Regions from separate parts of the Mus musculus genome. Here all the other regions are linked to region 2. A link is a contact called in public HiChIP or PLAC-seq and promoter capture Hi-C data. All regions are on one chromosome and are shown on one strand. The core of a region is the stretch at or near the end of the contact, and the rest is flanking DNA. Distances in the headings are between cores, read along the strand shown. Region 1 holds the start of Elavl3 (ELAV like RNA binding protein 3). Region 2 holds the start of Dock6 (dedicator of cytokinesis 6). Region 3 holds the start of Rgl3 (ral guanine nucleotide dissociation stimulator-like 3). Region 4 overlaps Smarca4 (SWI/SNF related, matrix associated, actin dependent regulator of chromatin, subfamily a, member 4). Region 5 holds the start of Smarca4 (SWI/SNF related, matrix associated, actin dependent regulator of chromatin, subfamily a, member 4).

Region 1 (2,700 bases), core at 136-2,635, 200 kb before region 2:
TCTGTTGCTGTTCTTCTTTGTTTTTTGTTCATTTTGCTACAAGGTCTATGTAGCCTAGGCTGGCCTGGAATTCACTACATAACTGACCCTGACTTTAAGATTCTGACCCTTTTGCCTCAGCACCCCCAGTGTTGTGATTCCAGGCTTGTTTATGTGGTGCTAGGGATCGGATCTGGGGTTTCATGGGCTAGTAACTGAACCAATCCTCAACCCATTTTTTTTTAATTTATTACTATTAGTGTGTGTGCATGTGCGTGTGTGTGTGTGTGTGTGTGTGTGTGTGTGTGTGTGTGTGTGTACCATGTAGAGTTGATTCTCTCTTTCTTTCTTTACATGGGTTCAGGGGATCACACTTCAGGTCGCTACCTAGCATGGTGGCAAATATCTTTCATTCCAACACCTGGGAGAGGCAGATGGATACCTGAGCTGGAGGCCACTCTGACCTATCAAGGACGTTCCAGGACAGTCAGTGCTACACCGAGGAACCCTGTCTCAAAAAACAAACAAACAAACATCAGATTTCCAGGCCTGTATGGCAAGAACCTTTTCTTGCTGAGCTATCTTTCCAGCTTCCTGCAGCCTTCTGTTTTGTTTTATTTTATTTTATTTATTTTTGAGAACCGGTCTTATGTAACCCAGGCTGGCTTTGAACTCTTGATCACTCTGACTATCTTCTAAAGTTAGCCTTACATCGTGCTCACCTTACTTTTGTTTTATGTTTGGTTGGTTGGTTGGTTTGGTTTGGGTTTTTTTGTTGTTGTTGTTGTTTGTTTGTTTAGATTTTCTTTTCTTTGTTCTTTAATTAAAAAAAAAAAAACCCAGGGTCTCCTAAGCAGCACGCAACAGCCTGAAGTTTGCTATGTAGCCCAGATCAGCATAAAGTGCTGTGTAGCCCATGCTAGACTCAAACTACCTTCCTGGCTCACCACACCTAGTATTCTAATATCACCAGAGGCCATGTGGAAACAAAAACTGTTCACTTCGGATCTAGCAGAACGGGTCTGGGTCTGAGTGTTTGCCCTTTCCCAGCCCTCCCAGACATCACCCATGCACCCCTGGTTGTGTTTGGGTCACCAAAGGCTGTTTTTTACCCCTTCAGAGTTAGATGCTGGACTGAAGAGGGGAACCCAATTTGTCGGCAAAGCTAAAGTAATACTCGAGAGTGGTGTCAAGACTAGAGTCAGAGTCCGCAGGCAAGAAAGAGCCAAGATCTGATGCCTCATCCTATTCTCTTTTGGCACGCAGAGTCTAGGCCCGCACTCGCTTCCACCTGCCGCGCCGTCGGGAGCCGGGAGGAGGCGGAGACCCACCGTCTCAGCCAATGAGCGACGCCGGCGCTGGCAGCTGCCTCTATAAAGGGCTGGGGGCGGCGGCAGTGCGACCCAGAGCGCGGAGCGCGCAGCGCGGGCCGGTGGGAGGGAGGGAGGGCGGGCGAGAGGAGAGGACCCATCACCCGGCACGGGACAGGCCGAACTGAGGGCCCGCCGCAGAAGGCAGAGCTGCCGAGATCTCAGTCACAGAAAGAGCGACTTCTTCAGGCCCGGCGGGGCCGCGCTCCGGGCACCCTCCACTGCGTGCCCGCTCCCTCCATCCACCTGCCGCTGGGGGTCTGGCCGTCGAAGCGCGCATCCCCAGGCTCGGGTCAGTTCCCGGCCTTCGAAGGCGCCGCCGCCTCCATCTCCTCCTCTGCAGCGGCCGCAGACGCAGACGCCCGGGCGGGACCCCGGCGTGAGCACCAGGCGCCCCCCTAGGAGTGCACGACCCCCGGAGCCGCCCTCGATACGGACCGCGCCCGCCGGGCACACAAGAATGGTCACTGTAGGTACTCCCTTGTCGCCGCGAGACGAACACGGGAGGGAGGGGCGGAGGCTGGCTCCACGGAAACGCGGGGAGTGGGGGGGTAGGACCAGGCCTAGCTAGGCCTAGGGGAGGGGGGGGGGTAGTACCGCGCCTCGGGCCTGAGAGTGGCCAGAGCTGCATCCGGAGTTTTGGGGAGTGGAGCCTGGTTCGAGAGGCTTTGGAAAGCCAGGCTGTGTACAGGGTGCCCTCAGCCACCCGGTGGTCCTTGTGGCTCCTCACTGGAAGGCTGTGGGGGAGGGGCCGCGGCGGCGGAGGATGCTTCCAGCATCCCAGGCCCAGACCCGCAGGCCGCCCAGGAGGACAAGGGCCACGATCTCCCACTGTTGGTCCGGGTAATGCCACTCGGCCTTCTCTGAGAGCTTTTTGGGGGGGAGGGGAGATGGAGAGGCGGGTGGCGTCGGATCGCGCTGCTCTAAGCCCGAGCCGCACCCGAAAGGCGGGCATCTTCGTCCTCGAACCCCGTCGACCTTGCGGCAAGCGGGGAGGGGAAGAGGAGGGGGCGCCCTGAGGCCTCGCGGCGGCCGCCGTGATCCCTTTGTTTCTCCGCCGGGCCGTAGCCTCGCGCGGGGCCTTGGGGCTGCGGGGGGGGGGGTAGTGCGGGAGGGGGGCTCCCCGTTCCCCGGCCGCTGCCTCCGGGTGAGGGCGTCCGGGGCTGCAGCAGTACTCCATAGGGCCTGCTGCACGCGCCCTCCCCGGTCAGGGCTCCGGGCCGCAGGGTGACCTTGAACGCGCCCGCAAATCGGGCCGCCTGGCCGGCGCACGGTTGCTTTCAGCAGCCTCGGAGCTGGTCAGCTCCCGAACTCACGGCCCCGCCCGACATGCCACGCCCTGTCGTGCCAC
Region 2 (2,700 bases), core at 179-2,678:
GGGCAAGTCACCCTGCCCTCTGGCTCCAATTTCATCCTCTGTAGATGGGGCTCCTGCTAGCATCCATCCATAGGTGGGATAACGAGCAGCACTCAAAAAAGCTCTGAGGCAGACATGTCCTGTGCTGCACAGCTGCCTACCCTACCAAGACTGTTTTGACCGTGACTGCTCAGAGGGCTGAAGCTACTCAGGAGAAGGTGTGGAGGCAGCAGACAATTGGCATATCCAAAGATGAGCCAGGACTGAAAAAATTCTAGGAAACTGTTATTGGGAAAGGAGCTGTTGGGAAGATATTTAAGGCCACAAATTAATGAAGACATCCTACAACTTCAGGTAATCAGAAACTTCCGGACTGGCTCGCTCAGGTATCGATACTGGCTTTCTGAGTCACACCTCCTAGAGTGACACCCCTGAGCTTAGCTGGACTCATCCACCTCTCTACTGCAACCCAGAGACTGGCAGGAAGTCCCTTGAGCACCTTTTGAGGCCTACTATGTAAAAGCCTCCACACTGCTAGGCTTCAGTTAACCCACTTGTCAGTAGTGGAAAACAACAGTTCTTCCCACCTATGTCCATTGAGCGACTATAAACAAAACCTTAGTAATTATTGTGTGACATTGATGTTGTTTTTTAGGCAGCGTGCCTCCGGGACTAGTGAGGACCTAACTTTTTTGTTTGTTTGTTTGTTTTGTTTTGTGTTGTTTTTTCGAGACAGGGTTTCTCTGTGTAGCCCTGGCTGTCTTGGAACTCACTCTGTAGACCAGGCTGGCCTCGAACTCAGAAATTAGCCTGCCTCTGCCTCCTAAGTGCTGGGATTAAAGGCATGAGCCACCACTGCCCGGCTGACCTAACAGGTTTTGATGTTCCGTATTTTTTCTTCCCAGCCCAACAGAAGACTCAGTTTCCCCATCTTGACCCCAGTGGGAGGGGAACACTCCCTTCCATGCCCTGCCCCTGCTCCACACCCACCCCATGCCCTGCTCTGCCTGGTCCCCAGCTCCCTAGCCCATCGCAGAGATGAGCCACTCACAACGTCCCGCCCATCAAGGACCGTCCCTCATAAGCCACGCCCACAAAGATCCTCATCTCTCCAGCCTTGTCCCGGTCCCTATCCTAGAGCAGCGACATCCCAGATCACAGCCTGCTCCATCCTCCTGTCAGCGCTGTCTCCTCCCCATCCCCAGTATTTCTGTCCCACTCTCAATGCTGGCCCCACGGCATCCCAGAAAAGGCTCCGCCCTATCTAGGGAAAGCCCCGCCCCCTCCAGAGAAGGCTCCTCCCCATCCTAGAGTTGGCCCGGCCTCGCCACCACGCCCCGAGAAGACCCCGCGTCATTCCCGTCTTGGTTCCGCGGCTGGGGCGGGTCGAAGTGCAGGCCCCGCCCCATCAGCACAGGCCCCGCCTCTCCCGCGCGCCTGCTCCGCCCAGCCCGGCTGCCCAGACTCGGGAGGCTGCGGCGGGACGCGGGGCGTCATGGCGGCCTCGGAGCGCCGCGCCTTCGCTCACAAGATCAACAGGTAGTGAGAGCGGCCGCGGTCACGGCCACTCTGGGCGGGACGGGCGAGTGCTGGAGATGGCGGGCAGCGGGGGCGTGCCGGGCTCCCCGAGGACTTCCCGGAGGAGGAAGCGCATCCCGGGTCCGTGCGGGCCGGGCTCCGAGAGTGCTAGGCTGCATTCGGACCCTCTTGCCGTCCTTCCCTTCACCAGCCTGGGGAAATTCGCACCCCTCCCCCGCCCAGGGTCCCGGGACCCAGCTGTCTGGAGCTGGGGACAGCTGGGGATAGCCCCTCAGTCTCCTGCCCCAGCCTCTCCCAGCACCGGCTGGGCGTGGGAGGGGGCCGAGGGGGCTGGGGACTGAACCAGCTGGTGGGCAGACAGGGGAGGGACAGGCAACAGATGCTGGGGGATCCCCTTCCATGGACACTGGATTGTGAGAGAGGCTCAAATCTGGGGTAGGTTAGAAATCATCCCAGGTAAATCATCCCAGGTATCCGATCCTCTGGAGACCTGTCTGACCACCTTAGGTGAGAGAAGCCACTCTGTGGGTCCCACCCTGATGGAGACACAAGAAAGTTGCCCCATTCTTGGATTTCGCTCTGGTGGGACAAACATAGATGTGTCCGTGGTATGGTGTGGATGCATAAGACAGGAAAGGGAGGATAGGGTCTCAATGGTAGGCCAGGTAGAGTTAAGCACAGACCTAAAGGAGCGAAGGAAGAGATCTGCCCATCATCCAGGAAAGAAGCAAATGCAAAGGCCCTGGGGCCACAGAGGGACCAATAGGAATAGATTTTATAGGGCCTACGCCTTGTAGGCCAGAAGGACTTTGACTGTGACCCCAAGTGAAGTGAGAGCCACAGAGAGTTCTGGATAGAGGAGGGTTGTGATCTGGGGCAGAGCAGTTGGGCAGTTTTCTGTTTGTTGTCTTGCCTCCTAAGTCCTTATGCCTTTAGCTCAGGTGGGAAAGATGTGCAGAATGATCCTGGGCCTTGATGTAGTGAGGGAGCCCAAGATTTCCCAAGCAGCCTGGTAGATAAATAGATGCTTCTGCACATTCACCTACCTATTGAGTTCTCCCACAACCCCAGATGAACCTGCAACTGAATGGAGTCTTGGTTTTACTTTGTTGTGTTTTGTTAGTCTGGGATGGGGTCACGTAGCCCATGCTGACCTCAGATGCACTATGTAGCCAAGACCGG
Region 3 (2,700 bases), core at 135-2,634, 140 kb before region 2:
TGCCTGAGTTGCTGCGACACATAGCAGACCGAGAGGTTCACACACATCCTCCGCGGCCAGTGGGGACCAAGGCAGGGGGTGGGGGTGGGGGTGGGGGAGGGAGGGTCGAAAATCAGAGAGCAGACTGACATAGGAAACAGGTGCTGAATGGGCGTGAGCTTCATAACCAGAGTAGCGAAGCCTGGACTGGGTGGATCTCAGGTGGCAGGGCCTCCGAAACCAGGCAGCGAAGGGTGGGCAGTGATCTCCACCTAGAATCCGGTAGAAACTCAATGTAAGGTGCACGGAGGTGGAACAGAGCCTCACTGCCATCCCACATCTCTCTCCGGCCTCCCCCTACCCCCCCCCCCCGCAGTTCCTGGCCACGCTAGAAGGAAAGCTGCCCCTATACAACACCCGCATCCTTCTGCCCGTCGCCAGTGTCAAGGACAAGTTCTTTGGTCAGTGTGGGCCAAAGGGGGATGAATGGGAGGGGCGCGAGGTGGCCTTAAGTCAAGGCCAAGGAGGAGGTGCATGGTGTGGCGAAGGCTGGGAAGGGAAAAAGAAACGGTCCCTCACCCTCCCCATCACCCACCCCTGCCTCTCTCTGTAGATGAAGAGGAGAGTGAGGATGATGACCGTGATGTGGTGACCCGCGCTGCCTTCAAGCTCCGTTCCCAGAAGTTAATCGAAGCCCGCAGCAAGAAGCGCAATAGGTTGCGCAGATCTTAGACTCGCAGTCAAGTCCTATCGGATGCCTCCGGGACTCTAGGGAGCCCTCCGACCCTCTGGGTCCACCTACGGGTGGTGTGTGTCTGGGAGCCCCGGAGGCTCCTTCAAGGGCTTGGAGGAAGCTCAAGCAGGGAGCACCGCAGGCCAGCAGCGCCCGGAGGAGAGAAAAGGCCGAGCCAGAAGTTCCCACAGTAAATCTCTCGAGGCGGGTTGGTGCCCGCCTCGGAATCGCGCAATAAAGGTCACTGAACAACCCCCTGGGTATTCACCTCTTTTTGACCCTGCACCGCCCCCAAAAGGCTGCCCCCACAAAATGCAGGGCCACAGACACTTCGCGGCTTCTAGCCTGAGATGGCATGGCTTCCATCACCTATGGTACAGATTCAGTGTGCCCTCCTTCTCCTCCAGACATAGGAGACACCCTCGACACCTGGGATTGATCAACCCCAACCTAGTATAAAGCACTTCCCTCCCAGGGACACAGACCTGTTGTCGTGTCCCCTGCACCCATATGTCTGAGTGACAGATTGACCCGCACTTCTGGGAAGGAACGGGACTTCTAGGCTAGCCTGGGTGCGGGGATGGGGTCCGGCTGGGGACCTCTGGAATTGTGGGACCGCCTTGCCCAGCCCCGCCCCACGACTGGACGCTCGGCTGCCCCGCCCCACTGCCCGCTGGCCCTTCCGCTTCACTCAGCGGCGCCAGGGAGCAGGACGGGCACCGGGGCCATGGAGAGGACAGCGGGCAAAGAGCTGGCCCTGGTAAGAGGAAGCTGGGGATCCTCGGACCCCACGTCCCTAGTGTACCCCCAGATTCAGAAACTCCAGGCGACCGCCCCTCGTTTTCTAATCTTTCTGCAAAATGGATGTGCCTTGGAGTCCCCATTTGGGGATTCAGAGTTCCTGACCCCGTGAAGCGGCTAGTTTGGGGGATGGGGACGGGGGTCTGAGGAATCTCAGGAGGAGGTGACAGATTCTTTGTGACATTGGACTCTGGGATATCCCCAAATGATACTCCATCCACTCAAGACCTGGGAGAAGGGTATCCGTGGCGAAGACCTGGGATCCCACCCCGAGTCTTGAATACTCTGTTCGGGAAAGTGGGCCAAACATAAAGGCAGGGGGCTGAAGCCGGAGGGACTTCCCTGAGCCCGCCTCCACATCCAGGCGCCGCTGCAGGACTGGGGCGAGGAGACCGAGGATGGCGCCGTGTACAGCGTCTCCCTGCGGCGGCAGCGCAGCCAGCGCTCGACCCCAGAGAGGTCTGGAGAAGGCCAGGTGAGGAAGGGACTGAGGCGAGCAAGTGAGGGCGGACTCAGCTCAGGGGCCTGGGAGTTGGGAGGAGAGGGGGAAGCTGGAGAGCTGAGGGTGAGCCTCCCTAGAACTACGGGGCCAGGAGGAAGGGCGGAGCTAAGAGGCGACCAGGTGTGTGGAAAGGGCCTGGGGGCGGCCAGGTGACTTGGTTTGAATCCAGGAAACGGGGTGGGGCCAGGTGATAGCGCTCCCCCCAAAGGCGAAACTGACCGGCAGGGTGCAGGAAAGCAGAACGGAGGAGCGGCCAGGTGGTGATGGGTGGGACTCAGGCTTGGCCAGTGAAGCTTGGCTGCAAAACTGCCTGAAGCCTGGGGTGGCGGGGTGAGGAGGGCACAGAGGGAAGTGCTAGAGTAGTGGGGTGTCCTGCGGGGTTGATGTGAGCATTGCATGATTGGTGTATATTTAGGGAGTCTCGGAGTTTCAGAAAAGGACACAGTCACACCCCCCCAAAAAAAGTGCCAGAGATGGGTATAATTGGAAACAAGGTGCTTGGAACGCTCCTCACCTTATTTCATTCACTGCCCCACTCCCCCGCAGACCCCCATCCCGGCTACCGACACCTTCCTTCATTACCGAACCAGCAAGGTGCGGGCGCTGAGGGCCGCCCGACTGGAGCGGCTGGTGCATGAGTTGGTGTCCGGAGACCGCGAGCAGGATCCTGGCTTCGTGCCTGCCT
Region 4 (2,700 bases), core at 153-2,652, 180 kb after region 2:
CACACTGGTAGTTATCTGTGGCCTGCAGGGCACAGAGTCCAGATGTGGATGTCCAGCTTGGACTCAGTGCACCAATGCCAACCCTCATGCTCTTCCTGTGAAGGATGGGAAGAAGACTATGTGATATTAGGCACCAACGTCAACACCTCAGACCACCCTGAAATGGAACGCTAAGGACTCAGAGGTCTTGAGTGACCCTGAAACTGTACACTAAGAATACTAACACATGCTTGCTTTTTAGGCAAGAGTCGAGATTCTCCAAAAGCACAGTTACTCATGATGACCGTGGCTGTGGTCACAGACCTGACTGATGTCTGTCCATCAGCACTTCATAACCTGCAGGTAAGAAGCCCTGACAGAGACACGTGTAACCTCAGGAGTGGGAACACTTCCCAAGGGAGGAGTCCCCAAACACGCAGAAAATACCTACAAGGTGACTGTTTTTTAAAGATGTATTTATTATGTATACAGTGTTCTGTCTACATGTGTCTACAGGCCAGATCTCATTAGAGATGGTCGTGAGCCACCATGTGGTTGCTGGAAATTGAACTCAGGACCTCTGGAAGAACAGCCAGTTCTCTTAACCTTTGAGCCATCTCTCCAGCCTAGAGGTGACTCTTGAGCAAATACTTCTAGAGACTTTAATTTTCAGTCCCATGATGGCTTTGCTAAACATCAGCTGAGATGTACACACCCAAAACTAGAACACCTGTTTCCTTGTCACAGGCCTGGGTTACACTGGGCAACTCCCCCCACCCCCCATAAATACCAGAAAAAGGAAAACTTGACAGATACAGGTGTAAAGACAGTGGCTAGTGAGAAGACCTTAAGTCTTTTTTGTTTGTTTGTTTCGACAGGATTTTCCTTTCTCTGTGTAGCCCTGGCTGTCCTACTTTCTCTGTAGACCAGGTTGGCCTTTACTCAAGAGATTCATCTGCTTTTGTCCCCTGAGTGCACCATGCCTGGCTGTCCTGGAACTCACAGACATCTACCTGGGTCTGCCTCCTGAGTGCTGGAACTATGGCCAGCTCCTTAGCCATTCTTAAGAACATCCTAAGGACTGAGGAGACAGATATGCCCTGCTGTACTCATGACAACCTGAGCTGGATAGCTGGCACTTAGAAGCCAGGCTTGCTGACTGATGTGAGTAACCTCAGAGCTGTGTAGAGAAAAACAGATCTGTGGAGCTCATTAGCCATCATGTCTAAAAGTTAGTGAGCTCCAAGTTCAATGAAAGATACCTCTAAAGCATAAGCCGAGGATAATAAAGGCATCAACCTCTGGCCTATTAACACATGTACACACATGGCCACAATCGTCAGGGACAAGCAGCCTAGCTCTGCCACCAAGAGCCAGGACTCTGGGCTGTGGCCTTACCTCGATGTGCTGGAACATGTAGGGGTGGTTGCAGATCTTACGCAGTTGCATAATAGTGTTCATCAGTGTCTTGGTGCCACCTTTGCCCTGCAGAGGCACATGAGATGGTCAAAACGGAATCCTGCCTTTAGGGCAAGATGGAGGTGGGCAAGATTGGGCAGGGTGGTAGAAGAATGGCCCAGAGCAAGCTGGTGGTTATCTTTGTAGCCCTGTTACGGAAGGGAGTTCTCTGAGAAGACCTAAGAGACTAACTGGCACAAGAACTGAATGGAAGCAAACATAGCAAACAGCAAAGGGTAAGCACACTCACAGTACAGCTACACAAAGAAGGGTACAGTGATCTGTACTAGGGAGGGAAGCAAGGAGCGCAATGCTCCAACGCACAGGTAAGAAAGGGGCTGAACAACAGACACACACCTAAGGCCATGGCTAGGATGCTGGGTACGGATTGCAGGGACTAGTAATTCCCTGGGGGACAAGCCCAGGCTTGCTTAGAGGAGGTGTAGAATGACACTCTTGAGTGCTCCCAAGAGAGCAGTGGCTCCCCCTCCCACTCTTTCCAATGTCGGGATGCCCCCAGTAATAGAAAGAGGAAGGGTGCAGAGGCCATGACAGATAAGGCTGCTGGGTAAGTAAAGTTCCATAGGACTATTCCCACTCTGCATCAGTCAGCCCAGGGCTTCCTGCTGTCTCGAGGAAGGCAGGTACTCAAACAAGGGCAACTCCAGAAAGCAGTCTAGTAAGCATCCTCAAAGGATACATTACAGCTGTGGCTGTTTGAATGCCTGAGGGATGGGGCCAAACGAAGTCTCCTGGGCAGAGTACCAATTCAATTCTCAGATCCCATGGTGCTCTTCATCTACCCTCTCCCTTTAGACAATCGTGAAATAGATAAAGAGGAACCTGGAACAAACCTTCTTGTCCTTCTCGGAGCCGTCAGTCAGCAGCACACCTTTGGCCTGCATGTGACGGTACAGCACACGCTGCAGGGCTGACATGTCGCATTTGATGACATACTCTACCTGTGGAGCAAAGAACACTCTCAGGCCATACAAACTTAAACTGGGTTGCCTGTGCCACCAAGTGGACCCTTGTGACCAGCACTCTGATTAGGACATGGGGTATGAGGGAGGAGCCCTCAAAGTAGGGAGATCTGGGAAGAGGAGGAGATTCTGGGTCAAAATTCTGGAAGGCTTTCCACAGCTTGTCAGAAAATAAACGGTGAAGTCAACCAGAGAGGCAAGCCAAGTGTGGGTGCATAGAGCAGAGGGCCCACACCACTGATACCACTCAGTAGATCCAACCTGAGTCCTAGCCTCTGTC
Region 5 (2,700 bases), core at 120-2,619, 240 kb after region 2:
ATCTGCTGGACCAGTCAAGAACAAAGAACAGGGCAGGAAGCCTGGCTGAACATCATCCCAGCACTTGGGAGGTGGAGGCAGCAAAGTGAGGATGAAGCCAGCCTGGTCTACATGAGGAGCTGGATGTCAGCCTAGGTTATAAGAGTCTGTCTTCAAAATCAGAATAATGATGATGTAGGAACGATTTGCCTAGTTCTTCCCAATCCTAACAGCGAAAGTAATTCCCTTGTACAAAGGAGGAAACCAAGAGGTTTGGCGAGATTAGCGATTTCGCCTAAGGCCACACAGCAAGCTGACAGCAGCCGGCGCTGGGCATCAAACTCAAAGGCTGTCTGTCAGTTCAAACAAAAACTTGTTTCTAGTTCCTGAGGAGTCACTGGAGGTAAAAGGGATCAAGTAGATGTCTTCGGACCCGCACAAAACACTTGCCTTCGGTGTTTTAAAATAAAAAACCCTATCTTAAAAACTGGGAAGGGCCAAGGGACTCAAAAGAAAAACAATGCCGCCGAGAGCAAACGTCCCCAGGCATCTTTCACTTTTTAGGCAAACATTTTGAAGCCATGGAAGAAATTCTTTATTTTTCCTTCAAAATCTGCAATAATGAAATTTATCAAAAAAAAAAATAATAAACATGAAGAAAGTAAGGTCTGGAGACCGAAGAGGGCTCATGACTGTGTCCAAGCTACACTGGGCATCAATAACTGAGGTAAAAATGTTGCTCCCGACGCCCGACCACAGGGCATTGGGATCCCACCCGTTACAAACGAGGCCAGAAAAGCCCACGACACCTAGCCACTGTTCAAAGTTGGGGTCCACAGAAATTAAAGTGGGGGATCTGGATCTCTGAAACGCCAAAGGGAAGAAGCTTTGTCCAAGACCCTACGAGAACGCGCGCGCGGCCTTCACGCGGCCCAGAGCCACCCGCCTCGCCGGCCACAGTCAGGAAGCCGCCGCGGTCTCGCTGCACTGCGGCCTGAGACGCGCGCGCAGGGCTTCTTGACCCTCAGGCGCCGCCGTACCGCGACCCCGCTTTGGTCGCCCAGCTGCCCCCTCCCCCTCCCGGCGCCTCCGCTTCATTCAAACCGTCTTGCCCAAGCCCCGGGAGCCTGGTTCCGCCCGGGAGCCTCCATTCCTTACCTGGAGGTAACGGCGCCGTAACCTTCCTGGCGCCGCCCCCAACCCTCCACGAGGGGTCGGGGACAGAGTGGGCGTCTCGCTTCTCCTCAGGAAACAAAGAAGCCGTCTCCGCCGCTGCCAAGCGAGTGGGAAAGCCTCGCGCGCGCGCCCGCTGGGCTTCGCCAGGCCACCCCCCCCCACCGCACGCGCCCGCCGCGCGCCCCCGCCTCCCTGTCTACCCGCTCCACTTGCCCTGCTTCCGCTGCCCGGCCGGCCTCGTGCGCGCGCCAGCCCACCCTTCCGCTCTCTGCGCGCATGCTCAGCCATTCGCTGTGCGCACGCGTACTAGTCCTTTGAGGGCGCGAGGAGGTGGGCGGGCCCAGAGGCTGCACAAGATCCTGGTGCACCGCCCCTGTGGGGGGCTCGGGGCGGCTCTGCGCAAGCGCACATCTACCTCCCAGGCACGAAACTGGGCCTCAAGCCGGGAGGCATGCGCAGTGGGGGTAGCACTGCGGCGACGCTTAAAGGTTGGGGGAGGGGGTGGGTGGTCCAGATGGGAGATAGTAAGGATGAAATTAAAGTCCTCAGGCTCGGAGCAGTTGGAGCACCCAGGGAGGAAAGAGAAGCGGAGAGATGGCCAAGCTATCCCAGGACCGGCAGAGCCCACGCGGTGCTAAGTGCAGGCCCGGGAAACGCTTTGATCCTGGTTCTGGCGCTGCCCTGCCTGCTCTGCAAGACTCTGCCCTGGCCACATTTCCTGCAGAACCTGCTGAGGCCCAGTAATTAGCTTTACAAATATTTATTGAGCTGCTATCGGCTACTTGCTGCCCTCTATTACAGTCTGTGGGGAGGCAACCGAATGAATAAGTAAAATACAGAGTGTGAGGTAGAAACAGCCATATTCACAATTTAACTTCTGATTTCCAAGAAAGCCATTAGCCTTGGAGCATAGAACTCTGTCCAAATCTGTAGATTCATGCCTCTGGTTGAGTTTTTAAAATATTTGGTAGTGTTCGGGAGGCAGAGGCAGGTGGATCTCTTGAGTTTGTTACCAAGGTGTTACTTGTTTTTGTTGTGTGTCTTTATGGTTTGTTTGTTTGTTTGTTTGTTTGTTTTTATTTTTTTGGTTTTTCGAGACAGGGTTTCTCTGTGTAGCCCTGGCTGTCCTGGAACTCACTCTGTAGACCAGACTGGCCTCGAACTCAAGAAATCCGCCTGCCTCTGCCTCCCGAGTGCTGGGATTAAAGGCGTGCGCCACCACGCCCGGCTGTCTTTAGTTTTTTAAGACGGGTTTTCTTTGTGTAGCCGTGGCTGTCCTGGCACTTGCTCTAGACTAAGCTGGCCTCGAACTCAGACATCTTCCTTCCTGAGTGCTGCATGCATGTACCAATCCAGCTTGGTCTTTTACATAGTGAGGTTCCAGGGCAGCCATGGATACAAAGTGAGACCTTCTCTAAGTAAACAAACAAAAGGGTGTTTTCTGCCACAAAGAACAAAAAAGAATGTTTCAGGCCATTAAATCACTGGCCTGCTACTGCCTCTTAAACGCTAGGGTTACAGACCCAAGATACCAAGACTGGCAAA

What was found. HiChIP or PLAC-seq counts read pairs in DNA pulled down with a chosen protein or histone mark. Capture Hi-C pulls out chosen DNA fragments and counts their contacts.
Region 1: a promoter capture Hi-C map of liver shows a contact between it and region 2. The contact joins the promoter of Elavl3 here to the promoter of Dock6 in region 2. A contact is called at or near these places in 11 of 39 promoter capture datasets (3T3-L1-derived adipocytes, the HPC-7 cell line, HPC-7-derived erythroid cells and 6 more), 1 of 15 datasets of contacts at CTCF or cohesin (pro-B cells), 31 of 484 Hi-C or Micro-C datasets (the 63-12 cell line, B cells, the Ba/F3 cell line and 20 more), 9 of 115 datasets of contacts at active chromatin or transcription factors (embryonic basal ganglia, embryonic forebrain, embryonic hindbrain and 5 more) and 4 of 9 other capture datasets (adipose tissue, embryonic stem cells, liver and 1 more).
Region 3: an H3K4me3 HiChIP or PLAC-seq map of embryonic stem cells shows a contact between it and region 2, with 4 times the contacts expected there. The contact joins the promoter of Rgl3 here to the promoter of Dock6 in region 2. A contact is called at or near these places in 2 of 39 promoter capture datasets (the HPC-7 cell line and embryonic stem cells), 1 of 484 Hi-C or Micro-C datasets (Th1 cells), 4 of 115 datasets of contacts at active chromatin or transcription factors (differentiating embryonic stem cells and embryonic stem cells) and 3 of 9 other capture datasets (adipose tissue, liver and pancreatic islet).
Region 4: an H3K27ac HiChIP or PLAC-seq map of embryonic stem cells shows a contact between it and region 2, with 3 times the contacts expected there. The contact joins the enhancer-like site here to the promoter of Dock6 in region 2. A contact is called at or near these places in 3 of 39 promoter capture datasets (the C10 cell line, liver and stem cell-derived epiblast-like cells), 4 of 115 datasets of contacts at active chromatin or transcription factors (double positive thymocytes and embryonic stem cells) and 2 of 9 other capture datasets (adipose tissue and embryonic stem cells).
Region 5: a contact with region 2 is called in an H3K4me3 HiChIP or PLAC-seq map of embryonic stem cells, with 12 times the contacts expected there. The contact joins the promoter of Smarca4 here to the promoter of Dock6 in region 2. A contact is called at or near these places in 6 of 39 promoter capture datasets (embryonic stem cells, frontonasal cranial neural crest, hippocampal neurons and 3 more), 15 of 484 Hi-C or Micro-C datasets (CD4 T cells, the G1E-ER4 cell line, Th1 cells and 9 more), 23 of 115 datasets of contacts at active chromatin or transcription factors (bone marrow-derived macrophages, craniofacial prominence, embryonic hindbrain and 7 more) and 4 of 9 other capture datasets (adipose tissue, embryonic stem cells, liver and 1 more).

The regions. Positions count from the first base shown.
Region 1 is chr9:22,050,708-22,053,407 of GRCm38.p6, reverse strand. Elavl3 (ELAV like RNA binding protein 3) reads left to right here and starts at 1,385. Exons shown (of 7, transcript NM_010487.2): 1 at 1,385-1,818. The coding sequence starts at 1,810.
Region 2 is chr9:21,851,363-21,854,062 of GRCm38.p6, reverse strand. Dock6 (dedicator of cytokinesis 6) reads left to right here and starts at 1,428. Exons shown (of 50, transcript NM_177030.3): 1 at 1,428-1,518. The coding sequence starts at 1,475.
Region 3 is chr9:21,988,137-21,990,836 of GRCm38.p6, reverse strand. It overlaps Rgl3 (ral guanine nucleotide dissociation stimulator-like 3), which reads left to right and starts at 1,384. Exons shown (of 19, transcript NM_023622.4): 1 at 1,384-1,472; 2 at 1,878-1,988; 3 at 2,562-2,700. The coding sequence starts at 1,440. Ccdc151 (coiled-coil domain containing 151) reads left to right here. Exons shown (of 13, transcript NM_029939.3): 11 at 1-35; 12 at 356-440; 13 at 593-966. The coding sequence ends at 711. It overlaps Gm36414 (a long non-coding RNA gene), which reads right to left and starts at 1,341. Exons shown (of 2, transcript XR_379185.4): 1 at 1,198-1,341; 2 at 129-251.
Region 4 is chr9:21,669,248-21,671,947 of GRCm38.p6, reverse strand. Smarca4 (SWI/SNF related, matrix associated, actin dependent regulator of chromatin, subfamily a, member 4) reads right to left here. Exons shown (of 34, transcript NM_001174078.1): 21 at 2,292-2,399; 22 at 1,378-1,464. Among named protein-coding and RNA genes, the nearest start is that of Gm26511, 53 kb to the left of the region's middle. Within about 2 kb of position 1,402, at least 19 of the 459 cell types and tissues checked have an H3K27ac peak or open chromatin away from gene starts, as enhancers often do. A contact at or near this core is called in embryonic stem cells, liver and stem cell-derived epiblast-like cells, where this site is marked.
Region 5 is chr9:21,614,838-21,617,537 of GRCm38.p6, reverse strand. It overlaps Smarca4 (SWI/SNF related, matrix associated, actin dependent regulator of chromatin, subfamily a, member 4), which reads right to left and starts at 1,369. Exons shown (of 34, transcript NM_001174078.1): 1 at 1,138-1,369.